2 separate regions of the Arachis hypogaea genome follow, and region 2 is linked to region 1. Evidence: chromatin contacts called from public Hi-C data. All regions are on one chromosome and are shown on one strand. The core of a region is the stretch at or near the end of the contact, and the rest is flanking DNA. Distances in the headings are between cores, read along the strand shown. Region 1 has its middle 12 kb from the start of LOC112710192. Region 2 overlaps LOC112708805.

Region 1 (6,918 bases), core at 814-3,313:
GAGGGACATTGTGGCAGATGGCTCGAACCAGAGGATGAAAATTTGTTTTATATTGTTCACAATGACATAATAAATTGAATTCACTTGGATACAAACAAACATTATTGAATAAAAGTAAAAGGGCTTAAATAAATTTTAGGATAAATTACTTAAATAAATTAAAAGTATTTAGATAGCGTTTGGTGGAGAGACAAAGATGAAAAGACTGAGACTGAGAGATAGAGACTAAGACAAATATTGAAATAAATCTCAATATTTTGTTTAGTACAAAATGGAAAATAGAAATTGAAACAAGAATGAAATTCTAATTTAATTTGTACAAAAGAATAAAATTGGAATTAATTAATTGAAATGAAGGTATTTTAGGTATAAAATGTTATTAAAGTTTCAGTTTTCATCTCTAAAAATTTTAATCTCCTATGTCCCTACTTTTTTGAGGTACTGAAATACTGAAATTTTGGGGGACAGAATCAAAAACTTTATACCAGTTTCTAAACCAATAAACATTATACTGAGTCTCAATCTTTTAGTATCGATCTCAATACCTCAAAACAAAGCTACTTTATATATTATATAATTGTAATATCTATAAAAAAACTTATATTTCGCTTCTCTTTTATTTTTGGGGCCATGGACGAAGCAAATGTCTTTGTTAACAAGATGGTATTGTTTATGTTGTTGAAAATATCAATGAAGAGGTTAGTGTAATAATATCTTTTAATTTAAGGGATTTTCTGTTAGATTAGAAATAATAATGTTATTGTTTATTAGAAATAATTTTAGAGTGGTAGTAATATTATTGATGGTAGTGTTGTTAGATTAGAAATGATAGTGATATTATATTAAAAATGCTAGTATTATTGTTTATTAGTTTTGATAAATATCATTTGAAGTAAAATAGTAGTGACAATGGTGACTAGAGTTAGATAAAAATATTTGAGAATATGTGGTGGACATTGAATTAGGATACGGTTTAGGATAGTGAGTGTTTTGATAAGTAGTTTGGATACGTTATTACGTTAGATATAGTTTGGATGGTATTAATCTATTTTAATTTATAAAAATTAAAATTTAGTAGTTAATTATTATTTTTAGAATTTTTATTAAATTTTTATTTTCATGTTGTAATTTAGTATGTTTTTTTATTTGGATTTCTAATTACTCAAATTATATATTTATCAAATATGTCTCTATACGACCGTATCATTCTATACTTCGAGGCTGCTAACTTACACCACTTTATTAGGCTAAATAACCATTGATTTAATTTGGATATGTCTAAATGAATCATACTTAACAGAGGCTAACACCATGAAAATCAAAATCTTGTAAACTAATTTTTCCACATGCTTGATTCTATACATTCTAAATTTTTGCAATATATTGGTTTTTCAATCAGCAAAACTACTTGATTCACGGATAAAAACACTTGTTGGATTTTTATTAGCAAACTTTATTGCATCGCATCTCTTTTGTTTTTTTTTTTTTTAATTTTTCCTCTATGATGCACAAGAGCTAATATCATTAGACATTGTATTTAGCCACTCTACAGTACATACACTCACATTCAAGCTCTATTTATATATCAATGTCTCTTCATAATTCGCACCAATTTCAAACTGATTATTATTCTCTTCATAATTTGTGATTGTGAGTAGTGAATTATGCTTCTTCATATAATAATTCGCTTTAACCTCCAGCAAATTATTTAGAGATTCTACACCTTACAAATTCATTTTAACCTCCAACGCATTACATAAAATTCAATTAGGATCAAAATGTAACATTTTCATAACGCAATTTATAAACACCTAATCTAATTTATAATCATTTGATTAGATTATAGTCTCCATTTAATTTCCTCTGGTTATATTTTTTTAATATATATAGAACTTTGATCAATGTTTCAAATGTGTAAATGACAAGGTTTGTTTACTTTTTCTTTTCCCTATCTTCATAAGGAAATAAGGGAGGGAAACATGTATAATCGATCATAGATCACATCTATATATAACTGAAGTGTGAGCACACAAAAACACCATCTATGTACTTTGCAATTAATAGGTCATCATCACTGCCATGGGCTTTTTTAGCCATGCATGTTATTGGGAACAATAGGGCCCCCTTCCTAATCTTCCATCTTCCAAAGAAATTAAAGAAGGCCTATGGCCCCTCATATCATCAAAAAAAAAAAAAAAAAAGAAGGCATATTAATTAATTGTCACAACAGAAGACATGCTCATTTATTGACATAATACCTAGTGACCCATTAGTTCTTTCACCTACTTGATCTACCTTAGTACAATACCAACGATCCACCCCATTATCAAACAACAACCCCCTCAAAACCACAACCACCCCCCCTTCCGCCAAAACCAAAAAAAAAAAAAAGATTTCTCCCATTTTGTGGAATATGCTTGAAGAAACATGTTGCAAAGCGAAACCAGTATTAATTAGTTGATCAAGTGATACGTAAGTCTGTTTCATTTTTACTGTATCATGTTCAAATATTAGAAATGGAAACAACATAGTGTACACACATTTTTAAAACTAAGTTAATCATGGAACTCCGCTTAGAAGACAATAAAAATCTTGACAATATGTATAATAGATTTTGAATTTGGGTCAAATACATATAAAAAATAAAAAACACTCCACAAATTACCTAAATAAAAAACACTCAATTATTCCAAAAAAATAACAATCTCAAACTCTAATTATCAAAACATTTCACTTCAATACCCTCTTCTCTCCTAACTGGGTGCCATCCCACCTTCATTAATAATCATCTTACTTCACCGTTGCTACTTGGCTTGTCACATGCCACCACCAGTGTCGCTCACCCATAGTAAAAATAACCATCCATACTAGGATAAAAATAATCATCCGCATACCAAATAAATTGAACATCCAACATATTTTAATTATATATAATTAAACTCAATCCAATTAAAATAATCATCCACATAACAATTAAAATAACTATTTGTATACCTACTAAAATGATCATTCTATAATATGTTCAATTGTGACTGTGGCTAATTAAGTATTCCAAAGTCCAAATATCCTTCATGTAATGATAATGAAGCCTACCACATGTAAATTGTCCAAGGCAATCAAACTCATTAAGAATAATGATGGTAGTCCATTTTACCCACCAAATTATGAAACCGTTCTCCAAATTATCAGTTCTATGTACATGCTTGTTTTTGGTCTCCACCACAGTGTCGGTATGTCTTCCTTCCTTCCATTGATGACGTCATCAAAGTTATTTTGATCGTGAGAAACTTACATGCGCCTCCATGCATGTACTTCAAAAGCAGTAAAGGAGATAAGTAAGACAAGGAAAAAGCACAAATGGAGTGATCAATTATTGGATGCACTAATGAAACGCGTATGGAAAGAGAGAGAGACGGCGGTGGTTGAAAACGACGTCGACGTTGGCTTCCAACGCGGGAGAGAGAGACGAGCCTGGCAAGACGCGTGACGGGGAGATAGGACTTGCCGTCCGCGATGATGGCTGCCGGAAGAGTGGCGCAAAAACAGTGGCAAAGGGCGAGGCGCGTCGGGCTAACTGGCGCGGAGTGTAGCAGCGGCGTGATGTGAAGACCAGAGAAGATAACGGCGAGTTTTAGACGTGTATTGGAGGTTATGGTGAGACTAGGAATAATCGTATGTAGTGTGAATGAGTTTAAATGCTAATCCTAACTTTTTAAATTTTAAAATTTGAAAATTAATTAATTAATGATTTGATTTTTAATTTTAATTTTATTTCTTTTTTAATTCTATTATACACATTTTATACTAAAATTATTGTCTTCTCATACTTTCTATTCTTGTAATAATACCTAGATATTGAAACAAACATATATAATGAGCTATGTAGTTTAGTATTATTGCTGCTTTCTAACATTGTTTCGAGGGGATTTATTGTCAAAGTTCGTAAGAACATATGTGATGGTTTAGCAAGAGATATTTAGCCTTTTTTTTTAAACCTTAGGATAGAAATTAACAATTTAGGAGATTTTTTGATTTGGTCTTATAACAAATAAAAATAAAGCAAGACAAATAAAGAAAAAGGAAGATGATATAGCCATATACCATAATTCAATCTCTAAGCAAGTGCAATGAAGTTTACACTACCAAAAATATATTCATTATCGTCAGATTTATCAGCGGTTATTATCGGTAGTTTTATTGGTGAATTTTGTGACAGTTTGTGTAATAATTTTGTCAAGAAATAAACCTTACAGTCAGATTCAGCATTTCAGCAGAAAATCCAATAATAATGAAAGGCTGAAAAACTATTTATTAGAACTACAACGGTAATTCATTTTTTGAAAAGCACCGTTTCGTTAAATGAAACGATTAATTACCATTGAAAAATCCGATAGTAATTTAAATACTTAAGGTCCGCGACTCCTCCCATTCTTTGAAACCTCTCTCTCTCCCCGCTCCCCTACCAGCTCCATGAAAGACGTTGCAACTGCGCCACTAAGTCTTCGTCGTTGTTGTGCATGTCATTGTCGTCCCAGGTCTATTTGTCTCACAGCCACAACCCCTCTCCATCTCTCACCGCTACTGTGAAGACCGCCGACCTCCACGGTGCCACACTGCCACCTCCAGCCACCACGCCACCTTCAGCTACCCAAGCAACAACCTTAACCCTAGTTTTTTTTATTTGATTTTAGAAAGACCTTGACGCTAACCCCCTAATTTAATGCCTCCCAGTCGCCATTTGCTGCCACTGCACATCCACCACCACCATTGCGTCTCCACTGCATCCAAGTTGCAGACTTTATATATATATATATATATATATATATATATATATATATATATATATATATATATATATATATATATATATATATATATATGTATGTCTTTTAAAAACTTTATTAATTTTATTTAGTGACAATTCTTTTTTATATATATATATGTATGTCTTTTAAAAACTTTATTAATTTTATTTAGTGACAATTCTTTTTTAAATTGTGTTTTTTACTTTTTCTGTTTTAATTATATTACATTTTAATTTAAATTGTTTTTATTATCATTGTATTTACGGTGTGATAAATCTGACGGTAATAATTAAATTTTAATTTTTAAAATAATTATTATGATAATTTTACCGTCGGATTTACCGGGGGATAAATTCGACGATAACACGACACGAAATCGAATACAAATTAAATTATGCCAATATTACCGTCAAATTTTCTTTGGCGATAAATTCTATCTAAGTTTGGCATCTTGAAACTGGTTACCATTGAAAAAATCCGACGATAATTACTGATAAAATAGGTAAATTCGATGATAAGTTATTACCGATAAATTTTATACCGTTTGTTCTTGTCCAATGATAAATCTAATGGTAAACTTATTACTGTCGAATTTTTTAAAATTCTACCAATAAATTTAACAGTAATTAGCAAATTTCTCATAGTGTTATATCCGGTCTTTACTAAAAGTTGCAGTAAAATTATTACTACATATTGTTCAAATCAAATTAAATACGTCAAATTTGGTGAACTCACACTAAGTTCACCAACAGAAACTATAAGGACTCATTATTACCCGTGTTTCACTTTGGCATGACAAAATGAAGTTTAATATTTGAAAGCCGTTGTTTATCACTTCAATTCACCACTAATCAAATTTAGAAGAAAAGGGGTATTGGAACTGAATGATCAGGCCCATACATGAGAAGAACAAAGAGGAAAGGGAATATGAAAGCAGAGAGAACAGAGAAAGTGAAAAGCTGATTCTTGTATTGTGAATTGGTAAAGTGAAAAGTAATGAACAGTAACTCATCTCTAGCTATTTAAACCAGGGAGAGCTACAGCTGTCAACTAACTAATTTGTTATCACAAAACTAATCCACACAAAACTAATCACGTGCTAACTCTAACTAACAGCAATGCCAATACTCACAAACTAAACTAACTATCCACATTTTACTGAAGCTGCTAACTAATTCTGTTTAATTGATTTACTCTATCATGACCCCTGCTTCTTAGCACTTCTTCTAGTCTTCCAGCACTGTAGTATTGTTAGCTTTAATTTCCAACTCGATGTCATGTCTCTAATTCCCCTTTTTGATCTCCTCTGTTGAGCCTGTTTGTACCACTGTTGTTACTATACTTAGCCAGATCCTCAACCAGCAGTCTTGACCTGAGCTCCAAAAACGCAGTACTGGGTAGAGGCTTTGTCAGTATATCAGCCAGCTGTGCAGTTCCCAGAACATGGCTTACCTGAACAATTCTCTTAGTGACATAATCTCGGACAAAATGAAGGTCAGTCTCAAAGTGCTTTGACTTTGAGTGCAAAATTGGATTTGCAGCCAATAGTACAGCACTCAAATTATCACAATAAACAATTGGAGCTGTGGAAAGTGGGGCTCTTAACTCAATCATGTGGTTCTTGATCCAAAGCAGTTCAGCAACTAGGTCAGCCATGGCCCGGTACTCGGCCTCAGTACTGGATCTAGCAACAACACTTTGCTTCTTTGAACTCCACGAGATTAGATTTCCTCCAAGAAAAACACAGAAACCACCAGTGGACTTCCTATCATCCGGGTCTCCCCCCAGTCAGAATCACTGTATGCTTGAACCTGCTTAACACTCGTCTTGGATAGGTGAAGACCAAAATTGAGTGTCCCCTGCACATATCTTAGCACCCTTTTGACTAGCTTCTAGTGTTCATCTAGTGGATTTTGCATAGACTACGAGACTTTACCTACACAATAGGCTAACTCTGGGCGAGTGACAGTGAGGTATTGTAAACTTCCCACCACTGACCTGTATAGCTTAGGGTCTTTGAAGGCTGCTCCTCCAAAGGCAGAGAATTTTACCGAGGAGGGCAGAGGAGTAGAGCAGAGCTTGCAGGTCTCCATATCTGCTTTTTTGAGCAGAT
Region 2 (7,466 bases), core at 794-3,293, 71 kb after region 1:
TATTTAAAATTTAATTAAATAAAATATCTAAAAGAAAAAAAAAGATTTAATGACTAACAGAATTTATTATTTTTATTCAACACTTTTAATTATCAGTTTAATTTTTTTAGTCTAACAATTTATAAATATATTCTTATCCTACACTTTTAAATATAGTTAACAAAAAATAATAAATTTTATTAATCTTCTAGTATTTTTCATATTCAAAATTCAAACAATAATAATTACTCATTAATAAATTTCATGCTAAATTTATTTGACAATATTACAATAATGTGGTTGAAGTTAGTTGTTATTGTGTAAATTTTCTAGTAATTCTACCTGAAAAAAAAAATAGCTGGTTAAAAGCTTAGAGTACTATGAGGTATAATTGATAATCAAAATATATTTTCCTTGGCTATTGATAAGTAGCAAATTAGTGAGCTAATTAGTTGAGGCACAGTGATCATAGGAAGTCCCCGTCACGAAATGAAATAAGAGTAGACATAAGAATCGGAATCCTTTAATAAGAGAATAAAGAATTTATCAATTTGGCTATCTCACTTCTGTTATTATTGCACATGTTGGATTTTAGTTTAAAAAAAATGAAATGCATAATAGACCCATTTATGTAATCAACTAGAAGACATAAAAGAAATACTATAAACAGAACACTAAACATAAATTTTGAATTTTGATATTAAATCAAAGAGTTTTGTTAATTAAGGAGCTATGACATATAGATAAATTTTTCCCGTCTCATGCCTGTTGTTTTTTTTTTATATTTAACTGTATCTTAATAAAAATATAAAATATATTTTTTAGTATATTTAAACGTAATTAAATATTATCACAGTTTTAGTATATCTAATATTATTATTGGCTTATATTTTTTATATATATTTAAAAATAGTATATATTATTATTTAATAACATCAAAAATTAACTTAAATATGTTATATAGTTAAAAATTTTCATAATAATTTATACTTTAATATAATAAAATATTAAAATATTATTATAATTTATCTAAAAATAATTTATATTTTATATGTATACTGTGTTTTCGTATCTCACAAAATATTAAAATTAGCAAGTCTACATATCCTATGTCATACATGGTATCAATGCCTATACTTCATATAGTTAAGCAGGGGTTTAATTTAAAGAATATATTTGATAAAAAAAAGAGTATTTATTTAATTTAATGCATTAAAAGACATACAAATTTTTGTACTTATTTCATGCTAAAATCCTTCTTGAACTAATTTTGATTTTAAATATCAAAATAATGCTAATACTATTAATACTAAGGATTTATTTGGGTGAGTTTTTAAAAAAAAAATTTTAGTTATTTTTTTTTAAAAGATCTTATAAAAAAAATAAAAATAATTTTATATTTGTATATCTCATGTAAAAAGATATTTTTATCTATCAATTATATTTGGATATAATAACATAAAAGTACTTTTTTGTTTATTTATTACATGAAAAACATTTTTTTTATTTTTCTAATACTTTTACTTTTACTACTAAAAATTTGCCAAACATACTAAAAAATAAAAGAAGATTTTTTTCATTAAAATTTTTTTATATATTAAAATAATAGCGTCCAACCAAACACTAAAGCTAACTATCATCCAAATCCACCAAAATATTAACTTATTGTTTCAAATCAGCACGTGTATCTCTAACTTGAATCAATTTCTTTACTTTAGAAGATCATGAATTCCATGAATCTTGCCAATTAGCGTTCCGCTACGACGCAAGTTGCATTTTGGATAATAAAGTGTATATGAACTGATGAACAATTGATGAAAAATCTAACATTTAATTTTGCAATTTATACACGTAATTGTGCCTCTATCTTATTAAATCTGAATAGTTAACTTTGAAATCCATTATTATCTTTTTTGTTTCATTACAATATTTTGTTCTCTTTTTTTTTGTTTTTGTCAGTAACTTTTCATTATTTTGAAAAGTGGATGTGGATCAAAAGAATGATGATAACTGGTATGCTCGAGCTCATAGTTGACCTGTAAGCCCAATTAATATAAAGCCCGTTTAGGCCCAACAGGTTCCTTACTCGTCTCTTATATAATAATCATTCAAAGACCAAAAATATACCCTGTACAAACAAACAAACAAAAAAAGACCAAAAAAATATATGATTCAAACAAACAAACAAACAACTAAACAAAAAGGACCCAAAAAAAATATAATTATCTTTCTATGGATATACAAATTTTTATAATTCAAATTTAAATCAAAATATAAAATTTGAATTAATTTGTTAAATTTAGATTTTAATTTTAAATTTATGTTATTATTTTGTTACAATTAATTATTATAATCACTTTTAATTATAATCACTCAAAAGTATTGATACATGCGTTGTACATTTTTTATATACTTTTTATTTTAAATATTAAAATATTGATAAAAAGTAAATAAAAAATCACATATATTCTCACCACAAATTGATTAAGAGCACGGCTGAACTCAAAACTCTAATCTTTGTAGTTTTCATAGAGCTTCTACATCTTGTTGTTAGAGTAACAACATTATTGGCAGGTAGGGGTGTGCCCGGCCCGGCCCGGCCCGGCCCGAAGATCCGGCCCGGTCCCGAACACTTTTGAGGCTAATTTGGTGTGATTTCATCGGATCTAGGGCCGGGTATGGGTCTTAAAAATAGATCCGGTCATTATTTCGGGTCGGGTCCGGGCCATATCTCGGGTCACCCGAAATCGGCCCGGTGGCCCGGTCATCATACACAATTAATATTTTGTGTTATTAGTGATGGATGATGGCTATTATTATGTGAAATTTAAGTATTGTAAACCTTAATATTTTGTATTACTAGTCATTATATATAAGACTATAAGTTAATGTTTTATATTTAAAATACATAAGACTTTAGACTAATGCATAATCTTGTGTTATTTGTATTAATTTAAATATTTGGTGTTATTAGGCAATATTAGTATTGATTATGGTTATGCTTTAATTTTAGATAAAAGTTGGTTCTTATTATATTTTTCTAAGTGAATTTTACCATGTCAAATAATAGTTGGAGTCTTGAAAATTTGGATATTTTTACATGCTAACTTACAAGAAGGTATCAAGGTAACATAATGTTAACGGCCCGGTTTTCACCCGGTTTTTACCCGGTATAATCGTGGCCCGAAAGTGTATAGGTTTCATTGGGTCTAGGGTCGGGTTCGGATCTAACAAATAGGCCCGGTATATATTTCGGGTCGGGTCTGGGTCACATCAAACCCGGTTTCACCCGACCCATGCACACCCCTATTGGTAGGTTCAAAAAGCACTAATAAGATGATCTCATATAAATTAACTTTACTCATATAAATTAAATAATATATTATACACAAATATATTAGGCCTAATTTGTGGTATTTACATAGTATGTTTTATAAAATCTTTATTCCAACTATTTTTAAGTATTTTTTATTTTTTCTAAAAGATGTTTTAAAGAAAGATTTTTGGATTCGGAAAGAAATATAAGAAGTTTTTTTTTATATTTTATTCTGATAAATAGAATATTATTGAAATACTATACCCTTTACATTTTATTTTTTTTAATAAAAGCATTATCTTAACTTTAAAAACATTAATAATACCCTAGTAATTTGATATCTCCATGGAGGAAACGGTTAAGATCCTATATCATGATTTACTCTAGAACTTTTATTTATAATCTCTATATATATCTTTATAACCTTAACAATTTAACATTCATCTTCAAAATTATTTGAATTATAAGAGGGTGACTACTAACACATAAACCAAGCATCATTGTTTTTTGTTTATTTCTTCTTCTAAGGACAGAGTAATTTGCAATGCAAGAATCTTCTTCCTCTTATCAGAAGCCACAAGCTGATTCAGTAACTGGCGGAAGATATGAGTTTTATAAACTCATCCACAGTAAGCAAAACATGGCAATTTTGTCAGCTGCTGCAAACCTTTCCGAAAGCGTCATCGAGACCGTCGTGCACGAAACTATTAATGAGCTTCAATCCAAGAATCTAATCAAGAAAGAGTTCCAACTGCAGGAGGAAATCATCCCAGCTGGTGAGAAATTAATCCTTTGAAAAAGCTTGAAAACTTTGAGACAAACTTAAAAATACATGATTATTCATATTTGATATTGACCATAATAGCTACATTGTTTCTTTTTATTTTCTTTTGCAAGATTCTTCTTCCTTTGAGGGTAAGAAAGAAGAGAAGCTTTGGCCGCCGCCCGCATCAGCAGCGTCTTATAATCTAACTCTTGAAACGCGTGAAGTGTACGATTTAATCAAGAAAAAGAAAAACAAGGGAATTAAAATAGAAGATATGATCCGAGAAATAAACTTCTCGGAAACCTTCGTCAGAGAATCTATTAAGATTCTTCTAGCAAAGAAAATAATTAGGGTGGTTGTGATTTCAGGGGAGAATTGCTTAATGTTGAAGGAATACGAACCGGCCAAGGAAGTCTCCGGCTTCCAACCATACTCTGGAGGAAGATCACGTTGTTATGAATTCTACTTCTTTGAAGGTTCTATTAATTATTAGTTCTTGGTTCGTTATTTTTCCTAATTTTGATGTTCGTTTACTTTGGAAACTCATGTAGTTTTATGTTTTAGTATATGAATACATTAATCATGAACTGTTGAAAGTAAAAGAAAGATTTAGATAGTAAAATTAAAGAGGTGAATTAAGATTTTCAGTTTACACCAAAATACTAGGAGTAAAAGAGTTGAATAAATAGAATAGAATTTAGAAAGTATGTTGTGTTTAGGTATTAGTAAAGATGAATTTCGTGTTGATTATAAAATTTTGGTAACACTTAGAAGAGACATTTTTTTAATCTGGCTAGGTAACCTACTATTGTTGAAATTAGAATTACATGCCCAAACTCATATAATGTTTGTAGAAAGGAAAAATAGTAGTTGCAAACGAGCAACAATGAGATCATGAGCAAATAAATGGAGTTGTTAACTTGTTCTGATTTCTATTCTTACTTTTCCTGCGAGGTCATAGTTCTTTTGGGGTAACATCCATTAGGTTGAGCCAACGCAGTCAATCAGCAATTTTTTTTTAGAGAAACTTGAGCTTAAACTATAAAAAAATTTAAAAAATAAAATATATTAAAAATATTAAAAAAAAAATTATTTTAAAAATTATAAAATCAACATAAAAATTCTTAATAATAAAAAATATGCGAAACATTAAAAAAAATTAAAAATTTAAAACCGAATTAGAGTTTGACTATAGAGTGAGGGGTAGTGTGATTGTTTCTTTTATCGTCAATGAGATGAAGGTGGAATTAGAGTTTGACTCTTTTGGGTGTTACTTTTTTTGTGTGTATTGGGCCTTTTCTTTCTCTACTTGACTGCTCCACCAGTTGACTTTCTTGACTTTGTGTTAAAATTATAACCAATTTAAGTATATATTAAAAGTTAGTTACCAAATTAGTCATATGTTCAAGATATATGTTAATATTTATATTTTATTAAATTTTATTAATTATTAATATTTTTATAAAAAATTAAAGTAAAATATTTTTATTGTTTGAAAATATTTTTAATTTGATTATATTTTTAATTTTTATTTTTAAATTAAAAATGTCAAATAATAAAAATATGTGATGTAATTTTAGTGAGACTTTTTTTATAGTTTTCAGAATTTTTATAGCTACTACTGTAATTATGATTATAATAGAATTTACCATTCATAAAATATTAATATGTGATTAAGTTGAGTTGATTAAGTGATTAATTCATTTATTTCCTTAAACAATTATCGATATCGAAAGTTTGAATCAGTAAAAAATTAAACATAAATAAATAAACATAAATATTTGTGCAAGAATGTGAAAATTTTTATTTATTTTTGAGTATAAAAAATGATAGAAAGTGTCATGAGAGTAACCAGGAAACGATATCATCAATTTGATTATGGGGACCCAACATCTCTGCCAATTTAATGCAATCGCTTTCCCAGTCATCTTCCCACAGCCATGTCAGCAAGTTCTCTCTATTCACAGACCCATTATTAAACTCCATAATACTCTCCATATCCAAGTGATGATTATTCTCATTCATTCCCACTTTCCAGCACTCTCCACTTTCCCCATTGGAGCTCATCTTGTTATTCACATTATCATTACTACTACCCTCTCTAGTTTGGTCCACACCCAAACTATTATTGCTAGTAGTCATGCTTTCTTCATTTAAGATTCCAACCTTATGGTCAACTTGTTCATCTATGATTTGTTTCTCATACATTGTTGTCCAGTGTACTTTTTCTTCGTCGTGGTCGTCATTGTCGTCTTCGTCTTCTGCTTTCAACACCGTGGTGCTAAGCTTCATGAAATCCAAGTCCATGTCCAAGACCATGAAATCCTCCATGGTGTTGAACAAAGCCTCACTATATATGAAAGGAGTTGAAGGTGCTGGGATAAGAAAGTCTTCATCTTTGTTCTTGTGAGGTGCGGTTTCTTTAGGGTTTTGTGTGTTATTGTTGATGATGATGGATGAACGGCTTGATCTGATGCCACGTGGTCTTGGCTTAGGAGGAAGGACATCGGTGAAGCCCGGGAGGGTAGTGTGTATGGTAGTTGCTACTCTCGGGAAACAGTAGAGTTTCCTGCTGAGGTTAGAGTTCCAGTAATTTTTTATTTCATTGTCTGTTCTTCCTGGCAAATGGCTTGCTATTGTTGCCCACCTAAACCAGTTCAAGCCCAAATATTTCATCCGAATAAATGTTAAAATATAAAATATATATATTATAAGTAAAGTTTCATAGTAGCATAAAAAGTGGTGGTTAAAAATGATCAAAAATTGATTAATTTATAAAAAAAAACAGATGAGATACAATGAGTTGAAAGAGAATCTATAATGCTCCAACTCTCAGTAAGTCTACTATGTTTCATATGCTCTGCCACTGCTAAGTGTCAAATTTGTGATATTTAAAAAAATTTTCACTTTAAAATATTTTGGAAATTTTTCTAAATATCACAAGCTTGACATTTGGCAGTGCTAGAGCATATAAAATATGGTAAATTTACATAAAGCTAAAACATTGTAGATTTACCTTTAACTTATTGTATCACCACCTCTCCTGTTCTTATAAGTTAGTTAACTCTTAACCATACTTAGCTACTACTTCTCATACTACCATAGATTAACACATATATCGTGTATATTAAATATGTGATAATATATCAATAAAAATAATTTTTAATTATATTAATAATATAAATAATGATCTAAAATAATAAATGTTATTAGATTATTGTGTAAAATATTTTATATTATTAATATATCAAAATAAAACACATATAATTCACTCATATTTGTTAAAAGTTTTTATAGAGAGATAGTTTACTAATGCACAGGTGAATTGCAATAAGAAAATTTAGGTGATTACCATTTTTTAGTTAATATATAGTCAATAAATTTATTTTAGCTAATATTTTTCTA

Evidence for each region. Hi-C and Micro-C count contacts between places; a contact is called where the count stands out from the background.
Region 2: a Hi-C map of an unstated tissue shows a contact between it and region 1, with 6 times the contacts expected there. The contact joins two enhancer-like sites. A contact is called at or near these places in 4 of 8 Hi-C or Micro-C datasets (leaf and an unstated tissue).

The regions. Positions count from the first base shown.
Region 1 is chr9:7,523,863-7,530,780 of arahy.Tifrunner.gnm2.J5K5, forward strand. No RefSeq gene overlaps it. Among protein-coding and RNA genes, the nearest start is that of LOC112710192, 12 kb to the left of the region's middle. Within about 2 kb of position 2,064, at least 2 of the 3 cell types and tissues checked have open chromatin away from gene starts, as enhancers often do.
Region 2 is chr9:7,594,393-7,601,858 of arahy.Tifrunner.gnm2.J5K5, forward strand. It overlaps LOC112708805, which reads right to left. Exons shown (of 3, transcript XM_025760737.1): 3 at 5,901-6,708. The coding sequence ends at 5,901. Among protein-coding and RNA genes, the nearest start is that of LOC112708805, 8.9 kb to the right of the region's middle. Within about 2 kb of position 2,044, at least 2 of the 3 cell types and tissues checked have open chromatin away from gene starts, as enhancers often do.